Linked DNA regions of Mus musculus: region 1 is linked to region 2. The links are chromatin contacts, called in public HiChIP or PLAC-seq maps. All regions are on one chromosome and are shown on one strand. The core of a region is the stretch at or near the end of the contact, and the rest is flanking DNA. Distances in the headings are between cores, read along the strand shown. Region 1 holds the start of 4930480C01Rik (a long non-coding RNA gene). Region 2 has its middle 22 kb from the start of Ube2k.

What was found. HiChIP or PLAC-seq counts read pairs in DNA pulled down with a chosen protein or histone mark.
Region 1: an H3K27ac HiChIP or PLAC-seq map of acute myeloid leukemia shows a contact between it and region 2, with 3 times the contacts expected there. The contact joins the promoter of 4930480C01Rik here to the enhancer-like site in region 2. A contact is called at or near these places in 3 of 484 Hi-C or Micro-C datasets (the Ba/F3 cell line, cerebellum and myocytes), 4 of 115 datasets of contacts at active chromatin or transcription factors (acute myeloid leukemia, bone marrow-derived macrophages, double positive thymocytes and 1 more) and 1 of 9 other capture datasets (macrophages).

Annotation. Positions count from the first base shown.
Region 1 is chr5:65,948,735-65,954,222 of GRCm38.p6, forward strand. 4930480C01Rik (a long non-coding RNA gene) reads left to right here and starts at 2,609. Exons shown (of 2, transcript XR_376988.3): 1 at 2,609-2,725; 2 at 3,144-3,473. It also overlaps a transcript of Chrna9 not described here.
Region 2 is chr5:65,512,725-65,518,128 of GRCm38.p6, forward strand. It overlaps a transcript of Smim14 not described here. Among named protein-coding and RNA genes, the nearest start is that of Ube2k, 22 kb to the right of the region's middle. Within about 2 kb of position 2,372, at least 101 of the 459 cell types and tissues checked have an H3K27ac peak or open chromatin away from gene starts, as enhancers often do. A contact at or near this core is called in acute myeloid leukemia, bone marrow-derived macrophages, double positive thymocytes and 1 more, where this site is marked.

The DNA of each region.
Region 1 (5,488 bases), core at 1,359-3,858, 440 kb after region 2:
GCTTGGTGCAGCCAGAATTGACTACCTGTCTCAAACTGCATGAACTGGCTCCTGAGGTTCACACACGTGTTATCTCATGAACTCAGGCCGGTGAGATGGCTCAGCGGGTAAAGATGCTGTCTATGAGTCTGATGCCCAGGCCCTCATGGTGAAAGTTGAGAACTGACTCCCACAAGCTGTCCTCTGACCTTCACACCTGTGCCATGACATGCACAGATGTCCCTCCACTGCATATACAATGAATTAACAAATGCAGGAGACATCTTATTCTTACGTGTGAAGATAAGCTGGGGAGGCTGGATTCCCAGCTCAGCGGTAGAGCACTTACTTGCCTGGTGAGCTGGAGGGGCAGTTTTGTCCCTGGTGCTCCCCCCACCCACAGCACGGAGTCACAAGCACAGATTAGTTTAATATTGGTAAAATGGTTATACAGCCATACAGCTGGCCTGGTGGCGTACACCTTTAATCTCAGCACTTGGGAGGCAGAGGCAGGCAGATTTCTGAGTTCGAGGCCAGCCAGCCAGGGCTATACAGAGAAACCCTGTCTTGAAAAAAAAACCCAAAAACAAACAAACAAACAAACAAACAAAAACAAAAAGAAAAACAAAGCTATACAATGTTCAGGATCTTTGAAACTCTTTTTGTTTTTTTGATAGTCAGGCACGGTAGCACAAGACTGTACTCCCAGTACTAGGGAGGTAGGGGCAGGAGGATGGCAAGTTCAAGATCAGCCTGGTCACATGGCAAAAGTATCTCAGAAAACAAGGACAAAAAAATATTTTGTATTAAAATGATCATGACAGCACTATAAATGGTAATAGACTGAAAATAACCAAAATAGATCTGTTAGATAGATAGATAGATAGATAGATAGATAGATAGATAGATAGATAGATAGATAGATAGATAGATAGATAAGCTTGCTATATGATGCAGATTTTAGTAAACAGTTGGAAAATTTTGTCAGACAGGTAAATTCAGTATTAATCTTGATGTAAATGCCAGAATTATTCTTAACAATGTTCAGAATTTGGAGGAAGAAAATATTTCCAGGCCGGAGAGATGGCACAGAGGTTCTGGATAAAGGTGGAAGGAGAAACGAGACTCCACAGACAGGTTGTCTCACTGTCAAATGTCAGCTATGTTCAGTCTCTCCCTGCCTCTACCATGCGCATAATAAAGAGAGACGTAAAAGAAAATACCCCAAAGGGAGGAGAGATGGCTCAGCAGTTCAGAGCACCAGCTGCTCTTGCAGAATATTGGGGTTTGGTTTTCAGCACCCACATGATGGCTCACATCTGCCTATAACTTCAAGGGGCCCAACATCCTCTTTTGGCCTCTGAGGGCACCAGGAACACATATGGTTCACATACATGCACACAGGCAAACCACTAAAAAAAACCAAGAAAAGTAAAAATAAAGAGAAAATATCCCCAAGAGACAACAGTGGTTGTCTCTGATAATGAGATTATAGGAGACTTTTTGTGCCTCTAGATCGTTTGTTTTCATATTTTTCTTTTTTTTTTTTCTGGAATAAGCATGTATTATTTTGTGATGTGAAAGAAGAAAGGAGAGAGAGAGAGAGAGAAAACCATGCCATGCATGGCTGGCCTGAGTCACAAGCTGAATTCTCATGTTTAAATTAGTTTCAGAAACAAGGAGTGGTTTCTAGGCAACGGGCTTGGGAACTCATGGTCACTGCCATTGTTGCTACAGCGTGTGTGCGTGTCTTCGAGAAACTGCACTGGATGAATGCAGACCCGCTAAGGAGAAACAAGCTTTGCCACCCAGTTTTGGTCATGGGGACTTGAGTTACTGTGACCCTAGGGGCAGACAGTTGCCAACGATTTTTTTTTAATTTATTACTAATAAATGACTGAGTTAATGAGGATTGTCATAGGCGAGAAATCTGACAGAAATCTCAGTCATTTCAGAGGGTGTGGGAAACCGAGGGGGGGGGGGGAGCCAAAGCCAATGCCCCCACGCACACCACAATAGCTTTGCCGTGAACTCAGGCCGCCAGGGGCTGTGCCAGACAGATTGCATCTTAAGATGTGAAAAGATTGCTTCACAGTCTCTGTAGTCGTTTACTGTCATTACAGGCAATCCTGGGCAGCCAGGGGGCTTTTAATCGAGAGGAAACACTGAAAACTGGAACCAGGGCAATAAAAGCCTTGGCCCTCACTGTGGACTCTGAAGGGGGCGGAGCCAAGAACCTTATTGTTTCCAGGGCCCTTGTTCTTCCCCCAAGCGCCCACAGAAGGCGTTACTCAGCCCAGGAAGTGTATTCTGTTGACATTGACTACTATATTTTCAGCAAGAAAAGGCGAGTTTCTGAAAAAAATAGTGTCAGAGCTCGGCCCTCTTGTGGCAGAATCTCACATGGTCCAAGATGGCCTGGAACTCTATGTAGCTGGGGGATTGGGAGTGGGGGTGGGGCGATGGGGAGGGGGTGGGGGAAATGGGGGGTGGTGCTGGTCTTGGTTCACTTTATTGCTTCCTTACGCACCCATGATTCATATTCTTTCTCTTTCTCTCACTGTGTGATGTCACCTGCCATGTTATGACACAACACAAAGGCTCTCAGGAGATGCAGCTGCCTAAGATACTGGAACTGTGAGCTATATAACCTTCCTTTCTTTACAACGTATCCAGCCCTAAGTATTTTGTTACGGCAAATCAGACAAATAGAAGGACTAGTATTTACTCGGCCTTTTCTTATGAGGTAATTCTTCAGGACAGGCACGTTTTCATCTTTGTACTCTGGGCTTATCGTACATAGGCTGACCCTACATAGGTTTGTGCTTATCCACTACTCTTCTTGTTTTTTTGTCAGTGATGGGGGCTTCCGTATGGTAGGCAAACACTGTATGACTGAGCTACATCTCCATGTCTCACGGTCTTGAGTGACAAATGCAGCCTGCTTCAGTTTGAATGTGGTTTGAGTGTTCCCTTAAAGGTTTATGCTGGAAGCTACGCCCCCTAGTGGGCCAGTAAAGGATGACATAGAACATTTGAGAGTAGTGCAGTGGCCCGGAGATGGTCAGTGGTTTGTTAGGGGTAATTCACTTGGAGGGGATTCAGGGACTTTTCAGTGGTTTGTGGTGAAAGTCTAATTCTCTCTCTGGCTTCTTGTCTGGCAGTATGGTGGCCTCTGCCATGAGGTCTCTCTAGGACCCAACAGATACTGACACATGCCCTTGAATCTCTAGAGACTCGTGATCTCTGCCTCCTGTGACATCCCAGCCTGGGGCTCCATGGACTCCCTCTTTTCCTAACCTCTCATCGGGAAGATAAATCAACCCCATTCCCCTGTGGTCTACTCCCTCGGCAATACTTAACTCGTTTACCACAGCTTAGCTTACAAGTGTGCCTTTTTTTTTTCCAGACAGTCCACAAACGCACTGATAAAGCAAATATTCTCTTATGAGCCCTGTGCTCTGCTTTCAATAAATGTGTTCAGTACAGATTGAGTAGCGAGAGTTTTGTTGTTGTTTGTATAGGCAGGCTCTTGCCATGCAGCCCAGGCTGGTCTAAAACTCACGATCCCCCTGCCTCAGCCTCTCAAATACTGGGGTTACAGGCCTCTGCCACTAAGTTTGGGTTAGTCTTTAAATTCTTACAGAACTGACTTCCTAGTGTCTGTTCACACTGTAAACGTCTCTAGCCACCTCTCCTTGGCCAAACATTTATTCTTATTTAAAAAGGGTCACCACAATCCTTGATTCCTGTGGTGTTGCAGTTTGAGGTAGGTAAACCTGGAATCTTCTGCCCAGGAGCTTACAGTCTTGTGCATATATTGACTTGGCTGTTTTTCTGGATTTGGATCTAGGGTGGAGCCCACATCTGTTTAGCTTCTTCCATTCTGCCTGGAACCTGCCAGCTCCGAGGCCAAGCAGGGATCTGCTCTGACAAGCTGCGTGTGATGCTGGTGGGAACAAGTACCTGGTGTCTCTAGCAGAGCCTTTACTCCTTTGTACACCTGGCCTCTCAAGGCTGCCCTTTAGGGAACCAGGTCCTCCCCAGACACACATGCAATATAGCCTAAGTCCCAAAGTGCAGCTACTATGTCCCCCAAGGTGGACACAAGGCAGCACTCCTGTTCACGGGAGGCCAAGCAAGACTGCCTGAGGAGGTGTGTTGTGGGAGAGGCTCTCTCTGTTGGCACTCTGAAAGTCCAGACTCTGGCCAAGACTGTCCTGTATTTCATGAGTGTTTATTGGTTACCTCTTATATTTCTGGCATGGAGCTGTGAAGACAATATGTGAAATGGGTCAGCATGGGTTTGGGGAGAGAAATCACGCAACACTGGGATTGAAGAAGAGGTAGGAATGCTAGGTTGATATACCAGTAACTTCAAGAACGTCCTTGAGACAAGGGGGAGATTGGGGAAAAGGCATCCTTAATTACATGACTTTCAAAATGAGCCCTGAAAGAGAAAGGCCTTGCTCGTTGGGCAAAGAAAGGGGAAATGTTTTTGGCTAAGGGACAGTCTGTACAACATGGAAGCATGGAAGAGGGCAGCAGGCCCCTCTTATTAGAAAATCTATGTTGGGTGGCAGGAAGTAAATCCCTGAGAGAAGACAAAGGGAAAAACAGGGCTTCCTGTGTTGTGTTTTAAAGTAGAGGCCTTACCTCACGCGTCGTGCAGGAACAGAGAAAGAACCAGGTGGAGCGTCAGGTACAGTACACATGTCAAATCAAAAGACACTTTCTTTTCTACATACAACAACAGTTTTACACTTGAACAGTTTGTGGGAGCCTGCACCAGATCTGCACAAGCTCAAGCCAGACAAAATCCAAGCACGGCGGAGTGCAGAGGTGGACCCAGCCCCATCCCTGGCAATCTATAGCTGCTGAGAGAGAGAGAGAGAGTCAGTTTTCTTTGAGGGTGTGACCCCTGGTTGGTCCACCATGTCTCAGTGGATGACCTTATATCTCAGGGTATATGTGTAGGGCAGATTGGGCTAGATGGAAAACAAAAACAAAAATAAATTATCATCATCAACAACAACAACAAAACCAACTAAAGTTGGGTGAATAGGGAAGAGAGAGGCTTGAATCTGGGAGGAGTTGGGAGAGATTTGGTAAATATGATCAAAATGCATTGTACACAAAAAATAGATTTAAAATAATAAGGGATAAAAAAGACAGCATGAAAATAGAGGGTAATACTAGAGAAAGAGAGAAGAGACCTGGGGCGGGGGGAGCAGAAGACAACAGGGGTAGGTGGGGTAGGTAGGGTCAAAAATGTTCCACGCATGTACAAAATTGTCTGTCATAAGGAAACCCTATATCCTGTATAGCTAATATGCACCTTTATGGCAGTCCTCAACCTGTGGGTTTCGACCGTCTGGGGGTGTCAAAGGACCCTTTCACGGGGATTAGTGTGACCTCAAATCTAATCTTGCTACATTATGGACTCATAGAAATAGCAAAAGTAAAGTTTTGAAATTATTTTATGGTTTCAGGTCACCACAACCCGAGG
Region 2 (5,404 bases), core at 1,122-3,621:
TTAGCTAAAGGCTGAAAGTTGGAAGCCACGGATCTACATAGTAAGTTCTAGCCTAGCTGGGCATGGTGGCACACGCCTTTAATCCCAGCACTCTGGAGGCAGAAGTAGGCAGATTTCTGAGTTTGAGGCCAGCCTGGTCTACAAAGTGAGTTCCAGGACAGCCAGGGCTATACTGAGAAACCCCGTCTCGAAAAAAAAAAAAAAAAAAAGTTCTAGGCTAGCCACAGATACAAAGCAGTCCTGCCTCTAGATAAACAAACAAGCAAACATGTGGGGCTAGAATAGGAACCAGTTTTTATTGTTTTGGTTTTGTTTGTTTGTTTGTTTTTCAAGACCGGGTTTCTTTGTGTGGGCCAAGCTGGCCTTGAACTCAGAGATCCACCTGTCTCTGCCTCCTGAATGCTGGGACTAAAGGTATGCTCCATTACCAGTGCCCAAGGAAACAGTTTTTAAAATACATATTTATTATTTTATGTGTATATAACTTGTTTTTAGATTTCTTTTTAATTTTATGTGTATGTGCTATTCACATGTGTTTGTACACTATGTGTGTACAATACCAGTAGAGTTCAGATCTACTGGAGGTAGAGTTACAGGAAGCTATGAACCACCATGTGGGTGCAGGGAACCAACCCAAAATCTGCAAGAGCAGTAAGGTCTCTTAACTGTGGAGCTGGTGCACACCTTTAATCCCAGCACTTGGAACAGCAAGAACTATAGAGCTATCTCTCCAGCATACACACACACACACACACACACACACACACACACACACACACACACACACACATATGTATGAGTCTTTTGTCTATATGATACACCATGTGCCTGCCAGGTGTCCCCAAAGGTTAGAAGAGGGCATCAGACAATTATTTACAAATGGGAAATATAATAGAGACGAGGCAAGGGTTAACCTAACTGCTAGTTTGAACTTCACTTTGCATTCCTGAAGGGAAGCCAGCAAGAGTTCATTGCCAGTCCTTTGGGACCTCCCTTTATTACACCCATGAAGCACTGTGCTCCTGGCCATGATCCTGTCCTACAACAGCCAGCCTCTATCTAGTTCACCGCACTCAGATGTACAACTCTCCTGTCCGTGGGCATCCTTTTCCTTTGGGTCTTCTCAATCAGCCCTAGTGGAGGTCCTGTGGTTTTCAGAACAGAACCTCTAAGAGTGGAGAAAAGCCAGTACACATCACTGAAGTTGACTGTGTTCTTAATTTTAATCTGTTGCTCTTGGAGAGAGACTTCTTAAGAATTTTTCACCATATATGCTAACAAAAACCATTTTTAAGCTGGGCATGGTAGCACATATCCCATCATCTGTGAAGCTGAGGCAGACAAATCTTGGTGAGTTGAAGGCCAGCCTGGTCTACACGTAGCCAGCTTCAGGCCAGCCAGTGCTATATTAGTAAAACCCCCGTCTCAAGCAAACTTCCAAACAAAACAAATGCCCCATTTACCAAAAAGAAAGAAAGAAAATTTCTGCAAAAGTCTAAAAGGTCTAAAAACCTCTGGTCTCTAGTAACATTCTGGCATTCTGGACTTTAACTCTGTATGCAGTTACACTAATAGTCATATATAAATCTACTTCACAAGGACTCGCTTTAATGACTTTTTAAAAAGACATCAGACACTAAGTTCACACTGAACAATGTGTTCTTAGTCATCATGAGGACCCTGTTCAGTTAATAGGTTCCTTATGATTTTTCTTCTGTCCCTGCAAAGTGCTTGAGGCCATTACAGAATAACTAACTGGCGATGGGAATTCCCCATGAACTCAGATGGACACTAGCTTCAAATTGTATTCCTTGGATCTCTCCTTCCTCCTAATAAGGGATGAGAAAGAGGACTCAAAAAAAAAAAAGATTTAAAAAATAAATCTCAAAGGCTTTAGGCAGAAGATCATGAGCTCAAGTCTAGCCTGTACTATGTGGAAATAAAAGGTGAGAGCTGGAGAGAGTGGAAGAGGCTGGTAGCCTACATGCTTGGCTCAATCGTCAGCACCTACTGGTCTTCTGTGTCACTCATTGCACAGGCAAGGAGTAGAACTGGCTCAGCAGGAAATGGGCTGTGGCACACTCAGGAGCCTCCTCTCCCCTACTGTACACAAAGACACTTTTTAAATAAGTCTTTGAAAAGGAAGTAGGACTTGATTGTCTGAAATGTCAGTTTGACAGAAGACTGGTTATTGAGGAACTGTTCTGCCCAGATGGTTCAACCTCCAGTGCAATGCTCCATCATCTAGTTGGAATATTTGATCTTTGTGACACAGTTCACATACTTTCCCAAGACCCCCAACTATGACTCTCTCCATATTCTGAGACACAGCTACACACCAAACATATTGTATTTGCTTTGGACACGTCAGTGACTTTCAGATCCTGTTTCCTTCCCAAGGTGATTAACAAAGAGTAACCGATGAACAGATGTCAACCACAGGACGCTTCCTGAAACTTAAATCATATCCTAAACAGCTCTCTGGCTCCCCGAGTGTGTGTGTGTGTGTGTGTGTGTGTGTGTGTGTGTGTGTGTGTGTGTGTGTGTGTGAGAGAGAGAGAGAGAGAGAGAAGCACCTTTTTAAAATGTGCATCAAGTGGACTGGAGAGATAGCTCAAAGTTTGGACACCTGCTGCTCTTTCAGACAATCCAAGCTCTTCTTCTGGCCACTGTGGACATCTGCCCATTCACACCCATATATGGTCACACAGACACCCCTTACACCCACTAGAAAAAAAAATCAAACAACAATTAAACAAATAAAAATGCATCACTTGGGTCACCGAACTGCTCTGTGGATAAAAGTGCTTTCTGACATCCCGGAGAATCTGAGTTCGATTTCTGGGATCCCTATGATGGAGGGAGACACCCAACTCCCAAAACCCCATATGTGCTGGGATGCAGTGGTGTGTGCATGCACACACTAAATACAATAACAAAAAGCCCACCAAGCACTAGATGTGGTGGGACAATAGACTGTGGTGGCACAGTGTTGTAATCTTAGATCTTGGGAGATAAAGGCAGGAGGATCAGGTTGTCCTTTACCATGGAAGTTCAAAGCCATCCCGAAACACATCCCTGTCAACCCTGTCTAGACAATCAAGTTACTAAAATCAAACAACCCATGCCAGCTCAGTTTACCGTCCTTCAGCATCCCTTCAACCCCTGAGTCTCCCCTGAGGAGGTGCGCAGACACAGTCACTGCTTCCTTCCTACCAATCAAAACAGCTTTGCATAGCCATGGGAACCCAACCCCTCATTCTTGTCTTCCTTCCTCACCGATCCTGATGCATTTCTAGTCTTCTCCCTTTATAAATGAGTTTCTTGGTACAGCACAGCCAAGGACCGTGGCAAAGAAATCAGTCCCCAGTCATTTGTTTTCTCTTGTTTTTTTCCCTCTGCCTGCTTCTCCTTACTGCCTCTTGCAGCTTTCTGGTTTCTATGCCTGTTTTATTGACTTCACATTTTTCAGTACTACCTCAGTGCCCCTCCCTTTCTCATTCACTTTGAATTGCTGAGTGCATTGTGGAAGTGTACATTTTAAAATTTGTCATGGTGTACTTTTGTTCAAAGTCTTGATTAGAAATTGGGCTAGAGGGCTGGAGAGATGGCTCAGCGGTTAAGAGCACTGACTGCTCTTCTGAAGGTTGTGAGTTCAAATCCCAGCAACCACATGGTGGCTCACAACCATCTGTAATGAGATCTGGTGCTTCTTCTGGGGTGTCTAAAGACAGCTACAGTATACTTACATATATATAATAAATAAATAAATCTTAAAAAAAAAAAAACTCTCCAGACAGCAAGGAAACGCTTGGAAAAGAAAAAAAAAAGAACTTGGGCTAGAGGAGAAATTTCAGAATCAAGAAATTTGTATTCTGGTCACTTTCTGCCTCTGTAGAGACATGGTGCCTTTTGTGTTATAACCATATTTTGTATTTACACCATGTTTATGTGCACAAGATTATCCCCATTTCAGAGGGAAAAGTCACGAAACCTCAGTTTACTGGTGGGTTTCTGACAATAGTCTGTGATGGTTAATTTTCATTGTCCACTTGATTTGATTTAGAATCTGGGAAACATATCTCTGGGTATGTCTGTGAAGATTTTTTTTCCCAGGGGGGTTTTAGAGAAAAAGAATTACCAACTCTGAGTGTGGAATGGTGACTTACACCATTCCACAGTCCAGCACTGAACAGTAAGGGGACAGAGGAAGAAGCCAGCAAAGCTCAGGCATTTCCCTCTGGTTTCCTGGTGGCAGATGTGATGTGACTGCTGACTCAGAGTCCTACGTCCATAGGTAGAGTTGCTCTTGCAATGGTCCCTAGAGGAGCCCTTCCTTCCTTAAACTGATAGGGCATCCTATGACTGTAAAAAGAAAATTAGTAAACACAGAAAACTGGTACCAGGAGTGGGATATCACAGCAGTGATCACATGGTATTTAAGATCTGGACTGGCTATTCAGAAAGAATGTGGGGCATTTTCAGGGTAGAGAACACCTAAATATGGGAAGCGGAGCTAGCTAATGAGGCCATTCTGGTCAGAGTTCAGAAGACCAGGACAGACTGGTGAGAGAACTGTGATTGGTAAAGACAGCTTATGAGGCTTTAGAGGGAAATAAAGACTCTCCTGGGAACTAGGCTGGAGGCCATTTACATTCTGAAAAACACTCTGGCTGTATTCTAAAGTTTTGAGTTTAGATGAATTTAAAAGCAATACCTTTTGCAGGAGAGGCATGAGGGGTGGTAGTACATGCCTTTAGACCTCAGATTAACACTGACTTTTGGGTGGTAAACAGTCAGATCTGGCAACAAACTTATCATTCTTTATATTGCTGCCAGGATGTCCTTGAAAAGATCTTTCTTTTACTATAACATTTTTACATTCAAAACCCTATCTAGGAAGAAGTTTAAATTACATATAACCTCCACAATCCACCTTTTACATTGAAGCTATTTTTTAAAAAGATGTATTTGTTTTTATGTTATGTGTATGAGTGTTCTGTCTGCATGTATATGTGTATATGTGTATACTGCGTGTGTGCTTGGTGCCCATGGAAGACAGAAGAGGGTGTTGGTCTCCTGGGGTAGCAGATGGCTGTGAGTTGCTCTGTGCTGTGAGTTGCTCTGTGGGTGCTAGAAATCCAATCCGGCTCCTCTGCAGACGCAGCAAATGGTTTTTGGTTTGTTTTGCTTTTGCACCACACAGACTCCACTAGAAAACTCTTAGAATTGAAAACATTTTCAGCAATCAATCAAGATACAAAATCAGCACTCAAGAACCAGTAACCTCACCAGGCGGTGGTGGTGCACGCCTTTAATCCCAGCACTTGGGAGGCAGAGGCAGGCGGATTTCGGAGTTCGAGGCCAGCCTGGTCTGCAGAGTGAGTTCCAGGACAGTCAGGGA